Linked DNA regions of Mus musculus: all the other regions are linked to region 1. A link is a contact called in public Hi-C, HiChIP or PLAC-seq and Micro-C data. All regions are on one chromosome and are shown on one strand. The core of a region is the stretch at or near the end of the contact, and the rest is flanking DNA. Distances in the headings are between cores, read along the strand shown.

What was found. Hi-C and Micro-C count contacts between places; a contact is called where the count stands out from the background. HiChIP or PLAC-seq counts read pairs in DNA pulled down with a chosen protein or histone mark.
Region 2: a contact with region 1 is called in an H3K4me3 HiChIP or PLAC-seq map of embryonic forebrain, with 4 times the contacts expected there. The contact joins the promoter of Siva1 here to the promoter of Kif26a in region 1. A contact is called at or near these places in 4 of 39 promoter capture datasets (cranial neural crest, frontonasal cranial neural crest, liver and 1 more), 1 of 15 datasets of contacts at CTCF or cohesin (stem cell-derived epiblast-like cells), 1 of 484 Hi-C or Micro-C datasets (embryonic stem cells) and 8 of 115 datasets of contacts at active chromatin or transcription factors (embryonic forebrain, embryonic stem cells, forebrain and 1 more).
Region 3: a contact with region 1 is called in a Micro-C map of embryonic stem cells, with 2.4 times the contacts expected there. The contact joins the promoter of Trmt61a here to the promoter of Kif26a in region 1. A contact is called at or near these places in 1 of 39 promoter capture datasets (pre-B cells), 6 of 484 Hi-C or Micro-C datasets (B cells, the N1E-115 cell line, embryonic stem cells and 3 more), 3 of 115 datasets of contacts at active chromatin or transcription factors (embryonic stem cells, large pre-B cells and stem cell-derived neural progenitor cells) and 1 of 9 other capture datasets (embryonic stem cells).
Region 4: an H3K27ac HiChIP or PLAC-seq map of VIP interneurons shows a contact between it and region 1, with 8 times the contacts expected there. The contact joins the promoter of Inf2 here to the promoter of Kif26a in region 1. A contact is called at or near these places in 16 of 39 promoter capture datasets (the 3T3-L1 cell line, the C10 cell line, the SN4741 cell line and 10 more), 1 of 15 datasets of contacts at CTCF or cohesin (stem cell-derived epiblast-like cells), 7 of 484 Hi-C or Micro-C datasets (embryonic stem cells, forebrain, liver and 2 more), 19 of 115 datasets of contacts at active chromatin or transcription factors (the NIH/3T3 cell line, VIP interneurons, craniofacial prominence and 12 more) and 2 of 9 other capture datasets (adipose tissue and pancreatic islet).
Region 5: a contact with region 1 is called in a Hi-C map of pro-B cells, with 5 times the contacts expected there. The contact joins the enhancer-like site here to the promoter of Kif26a in region 1. A contact is called at or near these places in 1 of 39 promoter capture datasets (the C10 cell line), 1 of 15 datasets of contacts at CTCF or cohesin (embryonic stem cells), 1 of 484 Hi-C or Micro-C datasets (pro-B cells) and 1 of 115 datasets of contacts at active chromatin or transcription factors (embryonic stem cells).
Region 6: a contact with region 1 is called in an H3K4me3 HiChIP or PLAC-seq map of stem cell-derived neural progenitor cells, with 146 read pairs. The contact joins the promoter of Tmem179 here to the promoter of Kif26a in region 1. A contact is called at or near these places in 16 of 39 promoter capture datasets (the 3T3-L1 cell line, the C10 cell line, the HPC-7 cell line and 11 more), 3 of 15 datasets of contacts at CTCF or cohesin (the NIH/3T3 cell line, embryonic stem cells and stem cell-derived epiblast-like cells), 5 of 484 Hi-C or Micro-C datasets (bone marrow-derived macrophages, cerebral cortex, embryonic fibroblasts and 2 more), 25 of 115 datasets of contacts at active chromatin or transcription factors (SST interneurons, VIP interneurons, astrocytes and 17 more) and 2 of 9 other capture datasets (adipose tissue and liver).
Region 7: a contact with region 1 is called in an H3K4me3 HiChIP or PLAC-seq map of forebrain, with 6 times the contacts expected there. The contact joins the promoter of E330035G20Rik here to the promoter of Kif26a in region 1. A contact is called at or near these places in 15 of 39 promoter capture datasets (the 3T3-L1 cell line, the C10 cell line, the HPC-7 cell line and 9 more), 8 of 484 Hi-C or Micro-C datasets (the N1E-115 cell line, Sertoli cells, bone marrow-derived macrophages and 4 more), 20 of 115 datasets of contacts at active chromatin or transcription factors (VIP interneurons, cardiomyocytes, craniofacial prominence and 11 more) and 4 of 9 other capture datasets (adipose tissue, embryonic stem cells, liver and 1 more).

What each region holds. Positions count from the first base shown.
Region 1 is chr12:112,144,771-112,147,620 of GRCm38.p6, forward strand. It overlaps Kif26a (kinesin family member 26A), which reads left to right and starts at 1,438. Exons shown (of 16, transcript NM_001097621.1): 1 at 1,438-1,636; 2 at 1,944-2,186. The coding sequence starts at 1,595.
Region 2 is chr12:112,643,449-112,646,298 of GRCm38.p6, forward strand. Siva1 (SIVA1, apoptosis-inducing factor) reads left to right here and starts at 1,380. Exons shown (of 4, transcript NM_013929.2): 1 at 1,380-1,636. The coding sequence starts at 1,519. It overlaps Gm30101 (a long non-coding RNA gene), which reads right to left and starts at 1,319. Exons shown (of 3, transcript XR_381987.3): 1 at 1,234-1,319.
Region 3 is chr12:111,676,676-111,679,525 of GRCm38.p6, forward strand. It overlaps Trmt61a (tRNA methyltransferase 61A), which reads left to right and starts at 1,430. Exons shown (of 4, transcript NM_001099793.1): 1 at 1,430-1,486; 2 at 1,928-2,287. The coding sequence starts at 1,957.
Region 4 is chr12:112,587,297-112,590,146 of GRCm38.p6, forward strand. It overlaps Inf2 (inverted formin, FH2 and WH2 domain containing), which reads left to right and starts at 1,488. Exons shown (of 23, transcript NM_198411.2): 1 at 1,488-1,599.
Region 5 is chr12:111,731,148-111,733,997 of GRCm38.p6, forward strand. Coa8 (cytochrome c oxidase assembly factor 8) reads left to right here. Exons shown (of 5, transcript NM_026511.2): 5 at 2,520-2,850. The coding sequence ends at 2,619. Among named protein-coding and RNA genes, the nearest start is that of Coa8, 19 kb to the left of the region's middle. Within about 2 kb of position 1,449, at least 88 of the 459 cell types and tissues checked have an H3K27ac peak or open chromatin away from gene starts, as enhancers often do. A contact at or near this core is called in pro-B cells, where this site is marked.
Region 6 is chr12:112,509,651-112,512,500 of GRCm38.p6, forward strand. Tmem179 (transmembrane protein 179) reads right to left here and starts at 1,510. Exons shown (of 4, transcript NM_178915.3): 1 at 1,094-1,510. The coding sequence starts at 1,398.
Region 7 is chr12:112,404,444-112,407,293 of GRCm38.p6, forward strand. It overlaps E330035G20Rik (RIKEN cDNA E330035G20 gene), which reads right to left and starts at 1,369. Exons shown (of 3, transcript NR_166919.1): 1 at 1,145-1,369.

The DNA.
Region 1 (2,850 bases), core at 188-2,687:
TGCTTCTCGGTGTGCGTGTGAGGAGTATGTGTGCGTGTGTGTAAGTCGATAACAATGTATGAGCCTCCTGGGCCCCGGGTGTTTGTTTCAGTGCGGTAGAGGGGCGGGCGGGGTGACGCTGTTTGTAGTGCTTGCAGGGGTGGACTGAGGAGGGTGGTGCCTGAGGCTACCCGGATCCCATGGTGGGCCGTCGCCTGCCTGTCTTCCCTTCGCAAGGCTGAGAAGGGCCTGGAGGCTTGGGGGTTGCAGAAAGTGGGGAGCCCGTTCCCAGTTTATTCATGACTTCCTGTCGTGTTTACAGACTCTTTTAAGTCGTAGATGACCTGGAAAACCGGATCTTCATCCCACTCTTGGCCAATAGTGCGTAGGAGTGGAGGGCTAAGTAAGCAGGGTCCAGGTGGGGAAAGGAGAGGTCGTTTGACAGACCTTATACCGTGCGAAGGTCTGACTGCTCTGGGGATGTCCGACCAGGGTCTTTCCTTGAATCACCCTGGCTCAGCTGTCCTAAGTCTCAGCCTCAAGCGGAAAGCTCTGCGCTCAGAACGCGTGGTGTCCTGTCTCTGCGCCCTCGAAACCTGTGCTCACTACGGCCGGCAGGTGGCGCTTGTGTCACGGGGAGCCACGCCGCAGATCCCGCCTGGCTCCTATCTGGGGTTTCGGGTTGATCCAGAGCTTGGGCCGGAGTCCCCCGCGACCTCAGAAGGTGGTGACATTTGGGGTCTGACTTGGGCGAGAGCAACAACTGGTCGCTGGGGAAGGAGGGAGACCTCCGGGTCGGAGACAAACAGGCAATTAATTCCGGAGCTAACTCCCCATCTGCCAGGCCGGCAGACAACAGGTCCGGCACACCCCCAGGGCCAAGCCGCAGCGCTTCCTCCCACTTCGCAGGCGGCTCAGTGTGCAATCCATTTTAAGGCACAGGCGCGGCTGCAAGGACACTTCGAGACAGTTCGTAGCCCCTCACTGCACTTCTTGAAACACGACCCTCATCCATGAGAGACAGTTGGCGCCAAAGCATGGCCAGACACACTCAAGTGCTCTGGGTGTTCTGGGGAAGCCGTTGGCCCGGGTCCAGCCCCTTTCATTACCCCCCATCCCCCCACCCCCACCCGCTTTCGTGCTGTGCGATCTTGGGCAAAAGCTTCAGTTTTCCCGCTCGCAAAGTGATGAGAGTGTTGGGTGCCTCCCAGGAGGCGCACTCCATCCTCGCTCAGGAGAGACAGAGGCGCATGCGTGCGCGTAACTTGTGTCTCGGCAGCCCCCACCGCCCCTCCCGCATCAACACTCAACTAACAGGTTGGGGGTCCTAGCAGTAGGCGGGGCCGCAAGGAGGAGCGGGACCCCCGCCCACTTGGCTCTGCTCAGGATGGGGGCGGCGCTCTGGCGTCCCGCCCCCTTCCCTCCCCCTACAAGCTTTGGCCCGCCCCCGCCCAGCCTGTCCCGGAGCAAGCCGGTCGCGTCCACAGCGTGCTCTCCGCCACTCGCCTGCTCTGCCAACTTCAGAGCAGCAGGCCTGGCCATGGGGGTGCCCCTGGGCCGGATCACGTAGCCACTGTACCCCGAGAGCCAACGTATCCCTTCCTGCGACCGTGCCATGGTCGGCCGCGGCGCCTCCTTGTGTGCGGTGCAGCCCGCGGTACGCAAGGCCCTGCTAGGAGCGGGCGGCTGGGCTCGACGGGCACCGGGTTCAGAGCCCAGGACAACGATGATGCTAGCGGGGTGTACAGCGCCCTCTAGGGGTGGGGCGCGGAGCGGGACGGGGCCCCGAGCGTCGGGCTGGGGCTTCTTCTTCAGGGACTCCTGGCGTTGCATCCAGGGCCCTAACTTTTGTGCGAGCGTGGCTTTAGGGGCGTGAGCGACTGGGTCTGGAGTCGGCCGCGTGGAGTCCCGCAGTGGCGCCGCGCGAAGGTTTGGGCTTACTGTCCCATCTCCAACCCCCGCAGGTGGCTGAGTGCGGCCCGGCTCGAGAGACCCCGCCACTTGAGGTATCCCCGCGCAAGAGGCTGCCCGCCGGGCTCGATCAAGACCCATGCAGCAGCCGCCCTGCTCCGGAGGGCGCCGGGGCCAGCGCTGAGCAGAGCCACTCGGCCGGTGGGGGCGGGTGGTGCCGCCACTGCCACACGAAGCTCGTGGAGCTAAAACGACAGGCGTGGAAGTTGGTCAGCGGGCCCGGGACTCCTCTCCGGGTAAGTGACCCCTCTTCAGGCCATATCTCAAACAGGGAAGGGCTGGAACTTGGGAATCTTTGGGGCTGGGGCTTGGAGCGTGGCGAGTTCATCGTGCCCCCACCCCCACCCCGTGCCATAGTCTGCAAGAGTGTGTGTTGGTGCACCTCACCCTAGGAGGCCTGCTGCGTGTCATAGGGGGTTGGGTAAATTTCTTTCCTAGCCACAGATGTCCCACAGCTGGAATCAGTCTGTGTTTGGGAGGGGTAGAAAAGGGGAAGACGGGACCTCACTCCCAGGGCAGGGCTTGTCATGGTGAGGCACTTTGGGCATCTGGACATTGGCATGCCTGTATAGAGAGGGCATAAAAGGTGAGAGAGTGGGCCCCTTTCTGCACCCGGGGGCCGTGCATCATTGTCCCATACCTACTCAGTGTCTGTTATGGGCCTGTGCCCTGCCCTGGCTCTCTGCCTCTGGGGCCCAGGCCTTCCGTGTGGGTAATGACTCTTGAGCCTCGGGGTTTCCCAGGCTGCAGCATGGCAGGCAGGCGCTGGTGGGAGAGGAGTCTACTGGGCTTTCCGGCCAGTCTTGCCAGGCATGTAAAGAACTGGAGTATTGTTCCAGGGAACAATGGTCTCTGGAAGTGTGCAATGCAGGGGTGTGGGGGGTCTCCACAGGAAGCTGC
Region 2 (2,850 bases), core at 130-2,629, 500 kb after region 1:
GGAAAAAGTCCATTATCTTAACATGAACAACAGCCTTCTTAGTGGTGGTTCCTGGGACAGGTCGCTGGATTTAAGCCATGCAGTAGGGGACAAACGCATGACTCCACACAGAGGTATCATCCATTCTGCACAGTTCTACAACCGGGGAAACCACCATTTGGGGGTGGGGGTGGGGGTGGGGAAGCACAGCAGTCAGTAGTCACTGGACCCTATTGTCCTATTTAGAATTGTGCTCCTTCTTTATGTCGAAGGCCTAACTCCCAAGAGTCAGAGTGTGATTGTATCTGGATACAGTTTTTTGTTCGGTATTTTGAGACTGGGTCTCTCTACCTAGCCCAGGCTGGCCTCCAACTCACAGAGATCAGCCTGCCTCTGCTTTCTGAGAGCTGGGATTAAAGGTGTGAGCCAACACACAGGGCTGGTGGATATAGTCTTAAAGAGTTAAAACAGGGTCCTTAGGGCAGAACTTAATTCAAAGTACTGGGTGTTATTATGAGATGAGGACACACACACACATCCAGTAAGGACACAAAAGTTTTTATTTGTAGATTCTGGAAGACAGAAGCCTGCAGAGAACCTGACACTTTGATCAGAGACTTCCATTCTACAAAGTCTGGAGAATTAACGGGTGCTGTGTGTACACTCCGGGTCTCCTGTACTCCAAGATGAGCACAAAACTTAATGCACCCGAATAACTGACGTTCCGATTGTGTAGAAATAGAAGGACTGAGAAACCCCTCAGCATCACTGTTTTGCCTGTTCAACATGTTAGAAGACACCACAATATTTTTAAATCCTGACCAGCGGACCCGCAGGTGACGCCATAAACCCTCAGGCTCCCTGCCCAAGATCAGACCTAAGGGAACACAAGAGGAACTCGTAGGGGAAGATGGGTGCCCGTATCCACTAAGATCAGGAGCTGGGACAAAACCCGCCACCCTACTGTTTGATACTGATATCTCACCTATCACCTATCACCGTTGCTTAGCGACAACAGAGCCTTCAGGCTTTTCGCGCGCTGAGCCCCGCCCTCGATCTCGTGCTGGTTTATGCAGAGCCCCTTAGCACACGAGTCCCGCCCCCAACGTAGCATCCCGCTAATCCCGCGCCCCACCCCAGAGCCCCGCCTCTTAGTTCCCGGCCTATCCTGAGCTGTGACATAAACTAGCCCCGCCCCAACACAACCCCCCCCCCCCTCGGCCTATCCCGTGCCACGCCTTGCGCAGACCTCACCTCGCCGCGCCAGCGCCCTTGGCCTTTTCCCGCGCCCTGCATTCCAGCCACTGCCTCCCTCAGCCTATCCCTCGCCGTTAACTGCGTAAGTCCCGCCCCCGACGTCACTCCGGCCTATCCCGCGCAGCGGGGCCCGTTTGAGGCGAGCCCCCAGCCTTTCTCCGGCCTATTGGGCGCCGCGCCCTCGTCGGCTCGGGCCTCCGCCGCGGTCCGAGGGCGCCGTGACGTGTGCTCGGCGCGCGGCGCGCTGCGCGCTGCTGAAGGCTGTGTCTGGTACCCGCTACCATGCCCAAGCGGAGCTGCCCGTTCGCAGACGCAGCCCCGCTCCAACTCAAAGTCCACGTGGGCCTGAAAGAGCTGAGCCACGGTGTGTTCGCCGAGCGCTACTCACGCGAGGTCTTCGGTGAGTGTGGACTTCCGTGGGTAGAGCGCGCTACGCCGCGCAGGGCAGCGGGAGACCGCGGGAGCGTCCCGAGCGCTCACGGTGGATGCTGCTTCAGGCGGCTCCCGGAGAAATCCGAGTCGGACCCGAGTGCTGCCGAGCGGACTAGCCTAGCGCGGGACCGACGCGGGGACTGGGTTCGAGTGGGCGTGATGGCGTAGACTGCCCTGAGCCCTCGCAAGTGGCCTTTGTAGCGGATGGATGTTGCTGAGCATTGCCTTGCAGTGATGGCTTTCTGGGGCAGGTGTAACGCAGTGTACCGTAGCTTGGCGCAGTTTGCGGCCGTATAACTTTGAGCGGTGCCGCTGCGCCTTTGGAATGTGCGGGAAAACAAACTCCCTACGCAGCCCCAGTATTTGTCCTTTCCCTCTCTGTACTCTGGGAATGCAAACTCAAGTGCTGAGACGCAGGGGCGATGCGTGAAGGGACAGGACTGAGCTGCAAAGAGTGTGCCTCCCCCCACGCCCCCCAGTCTAGACATGGCCTGGCGTCGTGGCTTGTTTTTTGACGCCAGCACTCAGAAGGGAAAGGCATGGGCTTTATGGTGAGATGTCTTAAAACAGCAATAACAATGCAAACACGGCCCAGAAAATGCCTCAGCTGGTTAAAGTGCAGTCTATGCAAGCCTGGACATGAGTCAGGTCCCAAGAACATACAGTAGGAGAGAATTCCTGAAAGTTGTCTTCCGACCACACTCATAGTAACTAAATAGCCAAGTAAATTAATTTTTTTTAAATGTAAGCATGCAGTTGAAAAGAAGGCCTAAGTGTTAATTGGAACCTAACAGCCTGGCTCTACCCTTCTGAGGACTTGTGTGTTGGAGCATTTGCCAGGCCACTCAGAGCCAGCCAGTCAGGAAGGGGTGCAGGGCTCTAGCGAGTTTTATAGTACACACAGTTTACCAAAACCCCAGCCCACACTCTGGACTCTGCTGGACCAGGAGGCCTTAAGGAGAAAATTGCTCTCATAATGGAATGTGGGTTTGAGCCCCACCTGTGTTAAGAGTACCCCTCCAGGAACTCTTCCCATTTCTTGTTTTTCAGACAGGCTTTCACCGTGTATCTTAGCCTGGCCTTGAACTTAAGTAATTCTGTCTTAAAGTAGGAGGCAACTGAGCTGGGAATAGCCACTCTCTTTGAGTTTTTGTTTGCTTCCAGTGTCACAGAGAGGTCCCT
Region 3 (2,850 bases), core at 180-2,679, 470 kb before region 1:
CCTCACCTCACCAGCTAGGGTCTTAAGCTGCTGGTTCTGCTTGAAGACTCCAGGCTGAGGCTGGGCATAACAGATGACTAGTTCTGAGAAGATGGACTGTAGAAGAGGTACACAGGAAGAACTGAGAAGCCAGCAGTGGGCAAGTGGAACCAAGCCCCCCCCCCCCCCCCCGTTGAACTCATAGGTTGGGTGGGGATGTAATCAGGCCTGGTCTCCATGCCACCGAGAAGCTGAGGAAGAGGAACCTCCCAGGAGAAGTGAAAAGTCTAACTCTCCAGAGGGGCAATTAGGATGTGTATTGGGCTGTGCACCACCAAGGGAATGAAGTACCCTGTTAGAACAGGGGTTGTGGGGGCAGGGAGGATGGGATAAGGAGTTTCTGAAGGGAAGTCCTGGAAAGGGGAAAACATTTGAAATGTAAATAAATTATTCAATAAAGACGAAAAAAAGAAAGAAAAGGGTTGTGGGGCTGTGGATATGGCTGGGATGTCTCAGCTGAAGACATGGGCGACCAAGAAAAACCCTCACTGTCTGTCCTTCCAGGGCTATCATACTAAGGTCAATCAGGGCAGAAATTTGAGGAGGTCTGAAGTCAGGCACCTGAGTTTCTAGGGCAAGGACATCACAGGTTGGCCTAGCCTGGCCCCAGAGGATCCCTATAGGCTGGCGGGATTCTAGAAAAGGCAGGCTGGGTCAAAGTCTCTTCATGGAGAGTGCAGCCTTAAGCTGGTCACTGCTGCTGGTTCTGCATAGCTAACGTTTCCTTCTCTTCTTTTCTACCAGCTGAGGTGTGCAGGAAGGCTCTCCACTCTCTCTGCCCCATGCCTGCCTACTCCCCTCTCCACTGCACACCCGGAGGAAGAATCTTCCTTCACTTCATAGGCTCTCAAGATGCCAGGGATCCTGGAAAGGGACGCTTTGTGCCCTCCCCCTCAGGCAGGACCTGGCCTAGGGCCACTTTTGCAGAATACTCCAGACTAACTCTACTCCTTTTACTCGGCCCAGCCCTAGCCAAAGTCTTTGAGCTAACCCTCATCCCTTTGCCTGCGTTTCCACTTTATGGCATTTATTCTGGAGCCCAGACAGGGTGTTTCAGAGCTGTTTGCAATGACAAAAATGTCCTGGTGGGCCATAGTAGGGAGGTCCTGGGGTTACATAGTTGTCAAAGTGCTCTTTAGGGTCATGCGTATCCCGCGGGCAGACACTTCGTGCACCGGGCAGCCCTAAAAGGCCGCGCGCGGACAGGCCGCGGGCGAGCAGGGGACTTTTATTTCGCACAGCGCTCGGATCTCTTAGGCAACGTGCAAGCCTGCACAGAAGAACACAGCCGAAGAGACGCCAGCCAGAAAAGGTCCTCTGGGAGCACGCAAAGGACAGCGCGGCGACTCCCAGAGAGCCCTGCGTTGGTTTGACGTCATCAAAAAGCACCGGAAGTGCTACGGCCGCCGTGGAGCCACGTGTGGAGCCGGGAGCCGGTTTATGCTGCGTGAGTTTCCGAGCTGGGAGCGGCGCTCCGGGCTTGCTGGCAGGTCCCGTGCTGTTCGGCGGGAGGCCAGCCTTCCCTGCCGTCGGGAGCCCTCCGTGGAGACTCTGGGCAAGGGGCTACGGGGATTCCGGGCTCGGAGGTGGCTTCTCTCCCCTGCTGTGCACGCTATCAGAGGCTGCCGCCTTCACACTAGGGGATTCTGGTTCTTCATGTGTGGGAATCCTTGGGCTCCTGTCGCTGTGCACTCTCTTGTGTACTCCGAGAATAGAGACCTCCAGAAGGGCTCCATATGTTAGGCTAGAGTGCAGCTCTGTTGGGTTGGCTAAGCAAGTCCGCTAACCCTGCTCAGAACCCAGGCCCCACAGACCTCTCTGTCCAGACCACAGATCTTCATCCTGCCTCCTGGTCCTCTGACCTCACGTCCACACACCACTTCTCCAGGTCCCTGACCCTTGGCAAACGTTAACACCATGAGTTTCGTGGCATACGAGGAGCTGATCAAGGAAGGCGACACAGCCATCCTGTCACTGGGGCACGGCTCGATGGTAGCAGTGCGTGTGCAGCGTGGGGCACAGACCCAGACCCGGCATGGCGTCCTGAGGCACTCGGTGGACCTCATTGGCCGCCCATTTGGCTCCAAGGTGATTTGCAGCAGAGGCGGCTGGGTGTATGTGCTGCACCCCACTCCTGAGCTCTGGACAGTGAACCTGCCCCACCGCACGCAGATCCTCTACTCCACCGACATTGCCTTGATCACCATGATGCTGGAGCTGCGTCCCGGTTCTGTGGTCTGTGAATCAGGTGAGCTCCTCTGGTATGAGCTCAGATAAGACGGTTTGCAGCCGATCCTTCCTGCAGTTGTGCGCTGAACTACTTGGTTCTTCTAGCTTTTATTTAGCAACTCCGCTTGCAAGGGAGGGTGTGGCTGCAGGGAGTGAAGCCAGAAGCAGTACTAGCTGCTGTCATCGAAATGGCAGCTGATGGGAGCTAACCTGGGTTGGAGAAGAAAGAGGAGGAGGTGCCCTATGAGGTCGGAGCTGGGATTGCTTGATGCTGGCCAAGGTGCTGACTGCTTTTTTTCTAGGCCAGCTGCCCCTTCCTGGAGGGAGGCTGGATACTCCAGAGCTCATTGCAGAGAGAAGTCTGTCCCACACTTACAGCCAGGCCCTTCCCTAGTTCCATCGAAGATTAGCACTGTCACTGATACGAGGCCAGGTGGTAGCTAGAAGGGTCTGAGCTAGCTGTCTCTCACATGCCCACCCTTAGGTACTGAGGCCACTGGATGCAGCAATCTAGGCATACACCTCTGCCAAGAATGACCCCGGGGATCAGATGGCTAGATCCTTGGTGGTGTGTTTCTTGTG
Region 4 (2,850 bases), core at 238-2,737, 440 kb after region 1:
CTCCTGAAGCAGAAACGTCACTTCTGTGGCCACAGAGAGCCCAAGCTGAGGTTCAAGGGAAACTCCCACTCCTGCAGCATCCAGAGCCACAAACTGCCAGATCTCTGAACCCTGACCCCAGCTACCAACTAGCTACTCTGCCCGCTTCATCCTGCTCTGGCCTCTCATGGCTTGGCCTGACCCTGAGGAACAGCTCCAACAGGGCCGCACCTCCCTCAGGGCCACTGCAGAAGAACCTGGAAAGATGACACAGTTCCCAAACACAGCCACTGCGGTCTCATGGGGGGATGAGGGAATGAGGGATGGTGACAGGCTGAGGCCAACAGTCCTCCAGGCTGGGGCCATAGTCACATTCCTCCTTTTGGGTAAATAAACACACCCTCTGACCAAAGGCCCAGGACAGAGTGAGTAAACCTTGCTGACCCCTTCCCAGAAGGAGCCACCAGACCTAGGTGATGTTGGGTAACCAGAATTGCAGCCCAGACAGAAGGTCTCTGTGCTGAGCGTTAGTGGGGCTGAGTGGCTCATTTGGTGGCTGCAGGGACTGTGCATTCTAAGAACAGCTGAGTCCCACTACAGGAACGGCCAAGACTTACATCCCAGGCTGGGCAGTGTCCAAGAGCCAGTCAGCACCTGCCTTGGCGGTGCACACCAAGCACTTTGGGGCCATCCCAACACTGGCTAGCTATCAAAGGTTGCTTTTGGCCCTGCGCTTGAGATGATAGGGCCGAGCAGGGGGCACAGAATACTGAGATGGACATTTACAGGCAGCCAAGGCTGTGCTTAATCCCATGTGGCAGAAGAGCACATAAACCCCCAAGCATGATGCTGTGTCCAGGATAGAATGGCTACAGGAGATCCAGAGCCCTTCACTCTGCCCACCCGCCACATGCCCTCCACCCAGCTTGGAAGATTCAAGGCTCAAGTAAGTGGAGACCCTTTATTCACGTTCATAAACCTTTTAAAGGTACAACTTCAAGCTGGAGAAACTGAGGGCGCACAGCCCAGGCTAGGGCCAGGGAGAGCACTTCAGCAGGTCCTCAGGACAGAGCTAGAAACTGGAAATAGCTACCTCCAGTGAAAAAAGGATGAAGGTAGGGACATCGGAGGACTCTCAAGATCAGCAGCCTACAGCAGGGCTCCCGTGTGGGAGGCAGAGCTGGACCAGAGGTGGTGGAGAACCTGACCAACTCGTGAGTCCACCAGATGGCCAGCGTAGGGGAGAGATAAGGAACGTGCTAGGGAGCCTGGGCGGGAACTGACAGTGAGGTCGGAGGCAAAAGGGCCATTCCCAGCAGGTCTCTAGAGAGTCCCGGAATGTCCCATTCCTTTTCATCTCTCCGCCCCCGCAGAGATGCCAGACCCGGGTGGGCAGGGCTTCCTTGGAGACCCCACCCCGCCCCGCCCCGGGCAGCACCGCCCCCCACGTGGCCGCCGCCGGGTGGGGCCGCACCTCCCCTTCCTCCCTCCAGCCCCGCCCGGCCCGCGAGCGCGGTTAGACTGTGCGGAAAGCAGCCGCGAGGCCGCCGCCCGCAGCCCCAGACGCTCCGGCGCCGGGACACAGCACTCTGCACCATCTCTCGGCTGTACCCCCACCCGGTAAGTCCGCGGCTTCGGGCTAGCCTGGAACGCAGAGGGAAACCGAGTCTGGGGGCAGTGAGGGAAATGGTTGGGGTTGAGGAGCGGACTGCCGCGTGTGCACCAAGGTGGCCAAGAACCTGGTCCCGCGCTCTTGGCCCTCGACTACGGGCTGATATGGAGATGATGCTCACTGCTCATAGGGTGTTTGCTCCGGGTCGGACTGGAGGAGTTCCCCCACCTTGCGGCTACCACATCCTGACCATGAATCAGCCACAGTTGAGAAAATAAACTTCAACTGGAGGTCCGCCTCCGGGATAGCACAGGGCGAGCTTGCGGCCCCGCCCTGACAGCTAGCTTCTAAAGATGCCCGCCGCCGGTGGGCTAAGGCAGACCTGAGAGAGTGACACAGCTCTGTTTCTTGTGGCTACCCCTGTCTACCCTCCTCCTGGGCAAGGACGCTGGGAATGAAGGTGATCTTAGCAGAAAGCCCAACTATGCTTTGGTGGACTCCCTAGAGGACTATGGGATGGAGAGCCGTCTATGGGCCCGTGTGTCCCGTCTTCTAACCGCTCAGTGCCCGGTGGCACACGGTGACAGGTTGGACACACCAGGAGTCAGCGGCAAAAATGACCCTGCTCCTTCCTGCCTTGGGCTCCAGGTCAGTGCACCCACTCTAAAGCTTGCACGCCCGGGTCGAAGCCAGAGTTGGGAAGTCCCTCCTTACCCGTCCTCTCTGGGCCTCAATTCCTTCTCTAAACTTGAAGGGTGAGGAGAGTGTCTCAGACTGTATCCCTTCAGGGTGTCACCCAGGGCAGGGGGCATTTGGGAAGCAGACACTGTAACCCCTAGAGCAAAAAAAAAAAAAAAAAAAAAAAAAAGGTGTTTGTTCCAAGGCTGGAGACTAAGGCTTCTCCCTGTCCCAACCCATTGGTTGGGGAGCAGCTGTGCAAGTTGACCTAGCTGGGGGTCCCCCTAGGACCAGGTAGGAGTTGCCCTGCCTGGCTCTGCCTTCCTACCTTTTCCTGGCGGTCTCTAAGCTTCCCTCCCTGGTACCCAAGCAGGCTGTTGGCAAGGGTTCTGCTCCTGAGGGGTTAACCTCCAGCTGAGGCCCCTCATTTTGTGGGGGTGCTGATGGCTGTCTAGCTAATTGCACCCATCTCGCTGTGCTGAGACCTGAAAGCACCTACCTTAAATAGACTCGTTCACCTTCTACCAAAGTGCACTTGTTACAGGGGAAAGTTTTCAGGCTTATGAAAGCTGTTGGAGGAG
Region 5 (2,850 bases), core at 199-2,698, 410 kb before region 1:
TACCCACAGTGCCTCAGGGACTTACATCAATGCCCTTTAAGTATCTTTCCTTGGAAAAACGGGGTCTGTCAGAACTCTTTTTTTTTTTTTTAAAGACTTCTTTTTTTAAAAAATATTTATTTATTATATGTAAGTACACTGTAGCTGTCCTCAGACACTCCAGAAGAGGGAGTCAGATCTCGTTACGGATGGTTGTGAGCCACCATGTGGTTGCTGGGATTTGAACTCCGGACGAGCAGTCGGGTGCTCTTACCCACTGAGCCATCTCACCAGCCCTCTGTCAGAACTCTTGATCAGTAGAGATCAAAGGCCACAGGAGAGCCATGCAGGGACCAGCAAGGAGCCTGAACTGCAGGGTGAGTCACCCTCCCAAGCAGAACATGCAGAGCATTACAAAACACCATTGTGTACACACACACACACACACACACACACACACACACACATCTGTGTGAGCACTCAAGAAAGCAAGCTCTGGTCTCTTCTGTATGTACGGCTCGTGTGGAAAAGCTTCCCTGCCCGGTGCCAAAGGTAGTCAAAGGTGAGCACACAAAGGGACACTCGGGCTTGCTGCTGGTGGCATCACTCGGGAGGCAGAGGCAGGTGAGCTATGAGTGTGAAGCCAGCCTGGTCTACAGAGTGAGTTCCAGGACAGCCAGCGCTGCCCTGAGAAACTCTGTCTTGGAAAACAAAACAAAAAGAACACTCAGAAACAGTGATGTAAGTATTTCCCTGGTGGCCACACAGGGCTAGACACTCGTCATCCCTCATCAACCCTGACTGCTAACGCCACCGGTCAGCAAAAGCTGTGGGATTGGATGGTGACAGATGAGGGTGCCACACCCGAGGCCTAACTAAGCATGTCCTCATCGGTGGCCCAGGGTGCTGCCGGAGGAAGGACAGCCACGCCTGCAGCTGTTCAGGAGACTGACGTGGGCTGAAGTGTGGTCGGGCTTCCAAATTGAAGCACCAGCTCATAGGAAAAGTAAGGGCTGTGTATATGTGGGGCAGGCACGAGAACCTGAGCGCCTGCCTGCCCAGTCCTGAGCTCTTGTGACAGGTGTCTCATGGAGATGGGATAGGTGTGTCTGGGCCAGCTCATCATCCTGACAGATTAGTGGGTTTTGTTTGTGAAAGGATCTCACTATGTGGTTCTGGCTGTTCAGAAACTCACTGTGTAGCCCAGGCTAGCCTCAAACTCACAGAGGTTCTGTCTACCTTCACTTCCCAAGTGCTCAGATTAGAAGTGTAGGCCACCATATGGTTGGCCTGATAAATCTGAATTTTTTTTTTTTTTTGAGATTTTAGTTTTTTTGTTCTGCCTGGTACTGCAATTAAGATGCAACTCGAGATTTGCATTAAAATGCAGCAGTGACAGGGCTGGCTGTGGCCAGAGCGGCAAGGTCTCCGAGAACGTGGGCGGCATTGGAGGCTGGATGCGCTTCGAAGGGAGCAGTCTGCGGCTGCGGCTGCGGCTGCGCTGTGTTGCTTTGACCCAGTTAGGCGCTCAGCCACGTGAGCTCACGGACACAGCGCACGGCTGCCCCCTGCAGGCTGTGTGTGCGCAGGCTCTGTGAGGCTGCCTCCGCTCGGAAACAGGGAGGCTTTGCTGGCTTCCTTTGCTGGTTTCTCTGCTTGACTGTCCAGATCATCTGCCTCACAAGAGCAGTGGGGCTCTTCTTGCCTGAGTCACACGGGGTGGCCTCTTGCTCCCCCAGAGCCTTCCTGTTTACTTAGGGTTCTGCTTGACAGCAGGTTGTGAGTTATAAAGTTCTCAGGAAGGTAGATGGAGTTTGTGGACCTACACTGTGGCTGACTTGTGCTGTCACCTCCTTAGGGCTCTGGCTCCTCTCTTACCTTCTGTGCTGAGATCCAAGGGTCAGTGAATCCAGCCCTAGCAGAAGTGCTCAGGGCCTGGAACGGCTGGTGGCTTTGGGGCAGCAGGGGCTTGCACCCAGGATCTGAGATGTGCCTTTCCTCTATGCAGTAAGCCCTCCACACTTCACCTCACCGTTAGGCTCAGTGGGTGGGCCCAGTGGGTGGGCTTCCACTTACGACGTGTAGGCAGCAGCCTGTGTATTTTCTCTGTCCAGATTCTGCCAGGGTGTGTATGAGAGCATCAGAGACCCAGGAGAAGGAGAACGTTGTGACAGTCAGCTTCCTTCTGTGGGATACTTTGTCTCATACAAATTAGACCCAAGCAGAGCCCCACCCCAATCCCAGGTCCCTGGAAAGCCTGGTAGGCTGTTCCATGGCGCTACTCATCACTGCCTGTCTAGGATGCTGCTGGATCCTCAGAGCATCCTAGGAATCTGCTAATACAGGCCAGGGGAAGATTAGAGCTCTCTATACTTAGGGAAACTCTCTCTCTCTCTATGTGTGTGTGTGTGTGTGTGTGTGTGTGTGTGTGTGTATTCTGCTGGGGTGGAAGTAGGGAGTCAGGTGACTGTGGCACCTCCAGGAAAGCTGCTGATCAGGCCTGACACTGCAGTTGACTGGGGTCCTCTCTTTCTCTGTAGAGACTGGTACAAGCGTAATTTTGCCATCACTTTCTTCATGGGGAAGGTGGTCCTGGAGAGGATGTGGAGCAAGCTAAGGCAAAAGAAGACAAGCAGTTAGGAGGAGCCCACCAGAACTTGACCCACAGCACCGGAACCTGACCCACAGCTCCAGGTTCTGTTTATGAGGCCCTGGACACTAAGCGAGCACAGTCCCTTGGGCCGTGCTTGCCTGGCTCAGGCTCCTCAGTACGCTGTATGCTGAGGCTGTATTTTGTATTGTCTGTACTTTGAATTATACCAGCTCAGAATATTGCAGTGTAAAAATGTGAATAAAGTTTCACTGCAAGAA
Region 6 (2,850 bases), core at 260-2,759, 360 kb after region 1:
CTAGTTCTAACTCTAAGGACACTTCGATTCTGGACTCTCGGCCTCTACTGTGGTGAGAGCGTTAACTGTTTCATGTTCTTCATCTGTGGTACTAGCAAGAACCCCCTTCACCCAGCCTCCTACATCCTTGTGTTCTCAGAGACCCGTGCTTGTCACCCACCTCCTTGCAAGGGAGCAACTAAAAACATGGATGGGGAGGGCTGGACGTGGGAATTCACTCTCTATTGCAGGAGCATTGGTATTCCAGGACCCAGGAAGCCTCAGCCAGGGAGAGGGTGGGCTCTTGATTGTTGTTGGCTGAGGACACCAAGTGACCACATTCTACTGGCTTCAGACAGGTGACAAAGAAAAAAAGGGTGAAGAAACTCGGGAGGTACAGGGAACACAAAGGAGATCCTACTCACCCACCACACACACACACACACACACACACACAGACAGACATATAGACACATGCACAGTATACACACAGAGTACACACACACATAAAGGCACACACAGAGTACACACAGAGAGACACACATACACACACACACACACACACACACACACACACACACACACACACACACACTGTACATGCCTCCAGCTTAAGGGGAGCTTAAGGAGCTCTACAGACATCCTCTGCCATCTTTTCCCAAGAGGAGTAGCAAAAATAGAAGACTACCCGCTCTTTCCAAAGTGTAGTCCCTTCCCCCACTCACAGGAAAGGGGTGCAGGCCCAAGACTACTGCAAATGGTCCCAGGTCCCGAGGAGTGTGGCCTAGCTTAACAAGAGAGCCCAGACATGCAGCCATGACAGTGCAACATCTGTGCTCCAAGGGGTCAGGACTGAGAATTCGGAGTGATGCATCCCTTGGGAATAGAAAGAGATCATGTGGGTCGGACAGACAGCCTCATAGCCGCTGGGCCTGTGTGTAAACAAAGGGCAGTCTGCTTAAAATAATGAGGCTGAAAGTGTTGACACTTGCAGGCCTCTGCAGCAAGAGAGGTGGAGGGGCTCATGGCCCCGGAGAGGAGAGCCTGATAGGTGCCAGGAACCGTGTGAGTGTTGCATCAGTTTGCGCTGGGCTGCTGAAAGGCCTAAACTTACCCCTCGTGTCCCTTGCAGAGGAAGAAGAGCGTGCGCCATGCGTGCGCAGCAGCCAGCAGCAGTGACAGGAGGCTGGCGAGCAGGCTGAAGCGGCAGGCAGCCGGTGGGCCCCACTCCTGCACAGTGAAGCGCTCCCGCCCCTGCATCGTCAGGTTGGCACTCAGCCACATACCCTCGGTAAAGAGTAGGCAGCGGCCACGAAAGTCGTGGCCGTTCTCGGACAATGGCACCACCACCACGAAGCTGAACAAGAAGGCCAGAAAGTAACAGACGCACTGCGCGAAGAGGAAATTGTTGAGCGCCATGGTGGTGCCAGGATGAGAGGAGCCGCTGGCGAGGCCACCGGACAGGGACGCGATCGCTCCAGAAGCCGGGCCGCGAGTCTCCGGCGCCGCGCAGGCCGGTCCCGAGCCGCGTGGGAGGCTGCGCAATGACGGCGCCCGCGGGTCTCTCGCGTTGCGCGCAGACGCGTGCGCACAGGCCGAGCGTGGGGCGCGCCTGCGGTCAGTACCGCGGACAGTTCCCGCGGCTGCAGGATAGGTAGACAGAGCACTACACTAGACAGACTGCATTGGTGGAGACGTGCCATGGAAACCTGGCAGGGGTCGTGAGCATTACTAAGTCAGCTTGGGGAAACCCGACTCTGTCAGGAAGGGTACCAGCAGCGAAAGGCTAAGGAGGAGAAGGATGGAGTCCTATGTGCAGTTCAGACTCCTTTGCCAGGGCCTTTGTCTTTAAAGCGAATGGAGGAGGGAGGCAGAGAGTCGGGTCGGTAGGTGTGAGGATAGAAAAGAGGAAGGGTTCAAGTATTCCTAGGCGGGAGCAGACTCGTGATCTGTTTGTGCTCCGAGAACCATGCCCTCAGCCCCACAGTAGAGCCCTCCACTCCGCGTTTGTAAGATAAATAATGGTTGCCCTGGGCACCTCATTAAGACCTCTTTGCTGTGATGGAGCTGGTGGTGCATTAATTAATAGAATTAATGACTTTTCTAGTTTCCCTTAATACCAAGTAACCGTTAGTCCAATTCCCAGATGAGTAAGCCCTAGAGACATCCTTCTGGATATAGATTACATCAGCATTATTTTTGGCTTCAGGCACTAAAAATTCCTTTTGTTTTATTGCCAAAGTAATATGGGCTTGTTTTTTTTTTTAATTACAATGAGGAATATGTGTGATACAAAGACACCAAGTTTCTTCCTCTTCCCTCCACTCCGGCACATCGTTACTACTCGTGACAACCTGATGTCTACCCATCCAGACATTTTGCACCACGCACACACAATTTTCAAAAATGTTTCATACTATGCCTGTGTCTACAGGCAATTCAGTCATCCAACAGTATGCATTATTCCCTGTCTGCACAAGCAAGCCCGTGGTCTTCTTTCTAGTTATTGTGTAACATTCCGTAACATTGACTGTTGTGTGTGACTATCCCTCTCTGGGGGGACATTGAGCGTCTCCAGTGTCTGTTGTTTCCGGCTCTGCTGTGTGACATCCTGGTGTCTTTTTCTGCGGCTGTGCCAGCTGTGCAGGCAGCACATGAGTCTCTATGAAAGTCTTAGGAGAAGAATGACTGGGTCATGAGGTACGAACACTTCAAGTGGTGTTGGCAGGAGTCGCCAAACTGGTCTCTGGCAATATCGTGAAGATAGTCCACACATCAACTCTGCAGACCCTTCTCCTGAGCAGGGCTTTCAATCTGGTTGGTTTTTACACACGGAAAGACAGCTCATTGATTTGTGACTTGTCTTCTGCT
Region 7 (2,850 bases), core at 119-2,618, 260 kb after region 1:
ATGAGTCTTGTGTTTGATGGGAGGCAGTTCAGCTCCTTGCTTCCTCCCCCCAATTTTATGAAGAAGAGATGTAAGTTACAGAGCTCGGCTTCTTTGCGAACCCCTTCCCTCTCTAAAACGGTCCCCCGGCTGTGAACAAACGCTTTCGTTAAATACTGGAAAGGAACTTAATAACAAGCCTTACTTGGGCCTAACCATCTGCGATTCATTAACTCATTTAATTTCCTCGGCCTTCCTACCAAGTCCCTAGCAGTGCTCACCTATCCCGTGTGCACACATTGAGGCCAGGCCCCTGAGGACTAAGGTGCAGGTAGAACTTGGTGCAGTTTTCCTCCTGATCCAGGCAAGTGCTCACTCCATTTAGGCCTCTGTTTCCCTCTCTACTGAGTGGGAATTAGATGCCAAGAGCCTTGGAAGAGAAGTTCAGATCACAGGAAGACACTTGTGGTAGTAGTGTGTGTGTGTGTGTGTGTGTGTGTGTGTGTGTGTGTGCACGTGTGCGAGTGCGTGTGCGTGCGTGTGTGTGTGTGTGTGCGTGTGCGTGTGCGTGTGTGTGTGTGACATATGCTTGCGCTTCTCCCTGGGGTACCTGCCTCCAAGTCCTCACTGCCTTATGACCACCCTCTCTGAGGTCAGAAAGCCCTCAGAGGCCTTCTAACTGCCCTCTGGGACTCCAAGGAAGGCATGGCACTAATCTCCACTCTGGGAGACAAGCCTCAGGGACGCCAAGGAGGCATGTGGCACCCTGGAAACTTCTGTATTCACTGAGGTCATCTCAAGATTTCTAGAAACTTGGTTTCTTCATTTCTGTAGGGAGAGAGGAATCTGAACCCCCAGAGAGAGAAGGATGAATCTATCCTGCCTGAAGGGGCAGGGAAGGCCAATGGGGGGACCCTTGGCAGAGAATCTCCAGTCTCCACCCAGCCAGCTATGCACCCATCCTGGGAGTGGTCAGGATCTGAGGAAACCCACACACCCATCCAAAGCTAGGCCAGTCCGAGAAGGGGCCTGAAAAGTGGGAGTGAGAGGGGCCAGGATTGGACCACAGGCCCGGCAGCCACAGCAGCATCCAACCCAACTTCTTCAGCCATGGGAGTCACTCAGCCGTCAGTCACACTTGGACTCAGAGATGGTCCGAGCTCACCTCTCATCCAGTAGCTTTGGGATTATCAGGAGTGTCGCAGCCTAGAGTGTAGCCAGCACGCAGCTTCTGGAAGCCCTGCCTGCCCAGCATGTTGGAGCTTTTCTGCCAGCAGACTGGATCATCACAACCTTCAAGGGAGAGTGAAACCCAGGCCTGGCCCCAGCACTGCCCAGCAGGACCTCCCGGGACAAGAAACTACTCTTCAATGTTACAATGTTACACACTGAGCACTCTACACTTGGCTGGCACTTGAGTCAGTTATCTTACACTTGTTTCTGTTTAAACAACTATGTGGTCCAGCGGCCACTATCCCACTCCTATCCAAGGTCGAGGGCCAACACTAGGAAGGCTGCCGCCACCACTGTGAGGGCGCCTGACCATGACCACTGCTTTAGAACAAATGGAAGCACTTGTTTACAAATTGTCCGTTGAAATTTGAGTTGCAAAAATTGGCATCAGGCCTCGCCTGCCAGGCCACCCGGATTGGAGGGTGATTTATTGAGATTGCTTTACCTGGGGCCGCTCTGGCCCATGCCTCGGAGTAATTCACACCGGGCTCATTTCGGATGCAGTCAAAGACCCCCGTATTTCACTATGACAATGTAATCACAGAGCCACATTAAAAAGTCATTATTGTTTAGAATCCAGCTTGGTTTGAAAAACACTTACTATAAAATTCAACAGCCTTTGTAAATTACCGAAAGGTTTACTCAAGAGCACTGGGCGCCGTGATTTAGACATGGAACTTACCACTTTATTGATTCGGTGGGATTTTGTCGGTCCCTGCATTTATGGGAGATGATTAGTGAGTGATCAGTGTAATAAACTACCTCGTGTTGGTTCATAAATAATGATGAATTGAATCTGCGCCCTCAAATTTCCCATGCACGCCACTCTGGGCCCCAGAGCCCCAGATGTACTTTCGGGGTGGCTCTGCAGAGGTACAGAGATCAGCCCGCACCTAGGTAGAGAAAAGTGAGGGTTTGCGATCTGGCTTCTCTCAGGATGCTGTGTCCTGCCTGCTGCCTCCCAGGAGAGCCGTGCTCTAGACAAACTCAACTTCCCAGCAGCTGCATAGGGTGTTGAGGGGCATTTGATGCAAGGCTCAGATGAGATTTTATGTTCTACCTCCTCATCCTGTCCAGACACAGGATTCATGCGTGCACACTCCCTAAGTCATTCATACATCATGCATGCACAGAATAGGGAATTGCTTCTGGTTACCCTGAGAGGCTGGGGACACAAAGCTGCAAGGAGCATGCCTGGCTACTGGAACCTGATACCCCTGCTCAGGATCACTGGAGATGGGCCATCCTGACACAAGCTCCCTATGCTGGGAGCAGAACATGATGTTGGCCTGCCCATAAGTAGCAACTGAGCTCAGCTTAGAAGTCCTGGCCTTGATGTGACTGCTCATCCCCAGGACCAGAAGGAAACTTCTATTCACAAGTTCTACTTATTTCCCTCCTTGGAAGTTTCTGTTGTACAAAGAGCATTGAGGGAACGCAGAGGAGGGAAATGGCTCAATGTGTAAATCATATCTCCCAGGACTGGGCATCTCAGAGGCACTCAGGGGAGTTCCAAGCAGAAACGGAGCTCAGCTAACCCATCTATCAAGGCTTGCTACAGTCACATGAGCTCAGACAGCTAACCCCTCTATCAAGGCTTGCTACAGCCACACCCTCACTATTTTCCCAGGCCTCCTG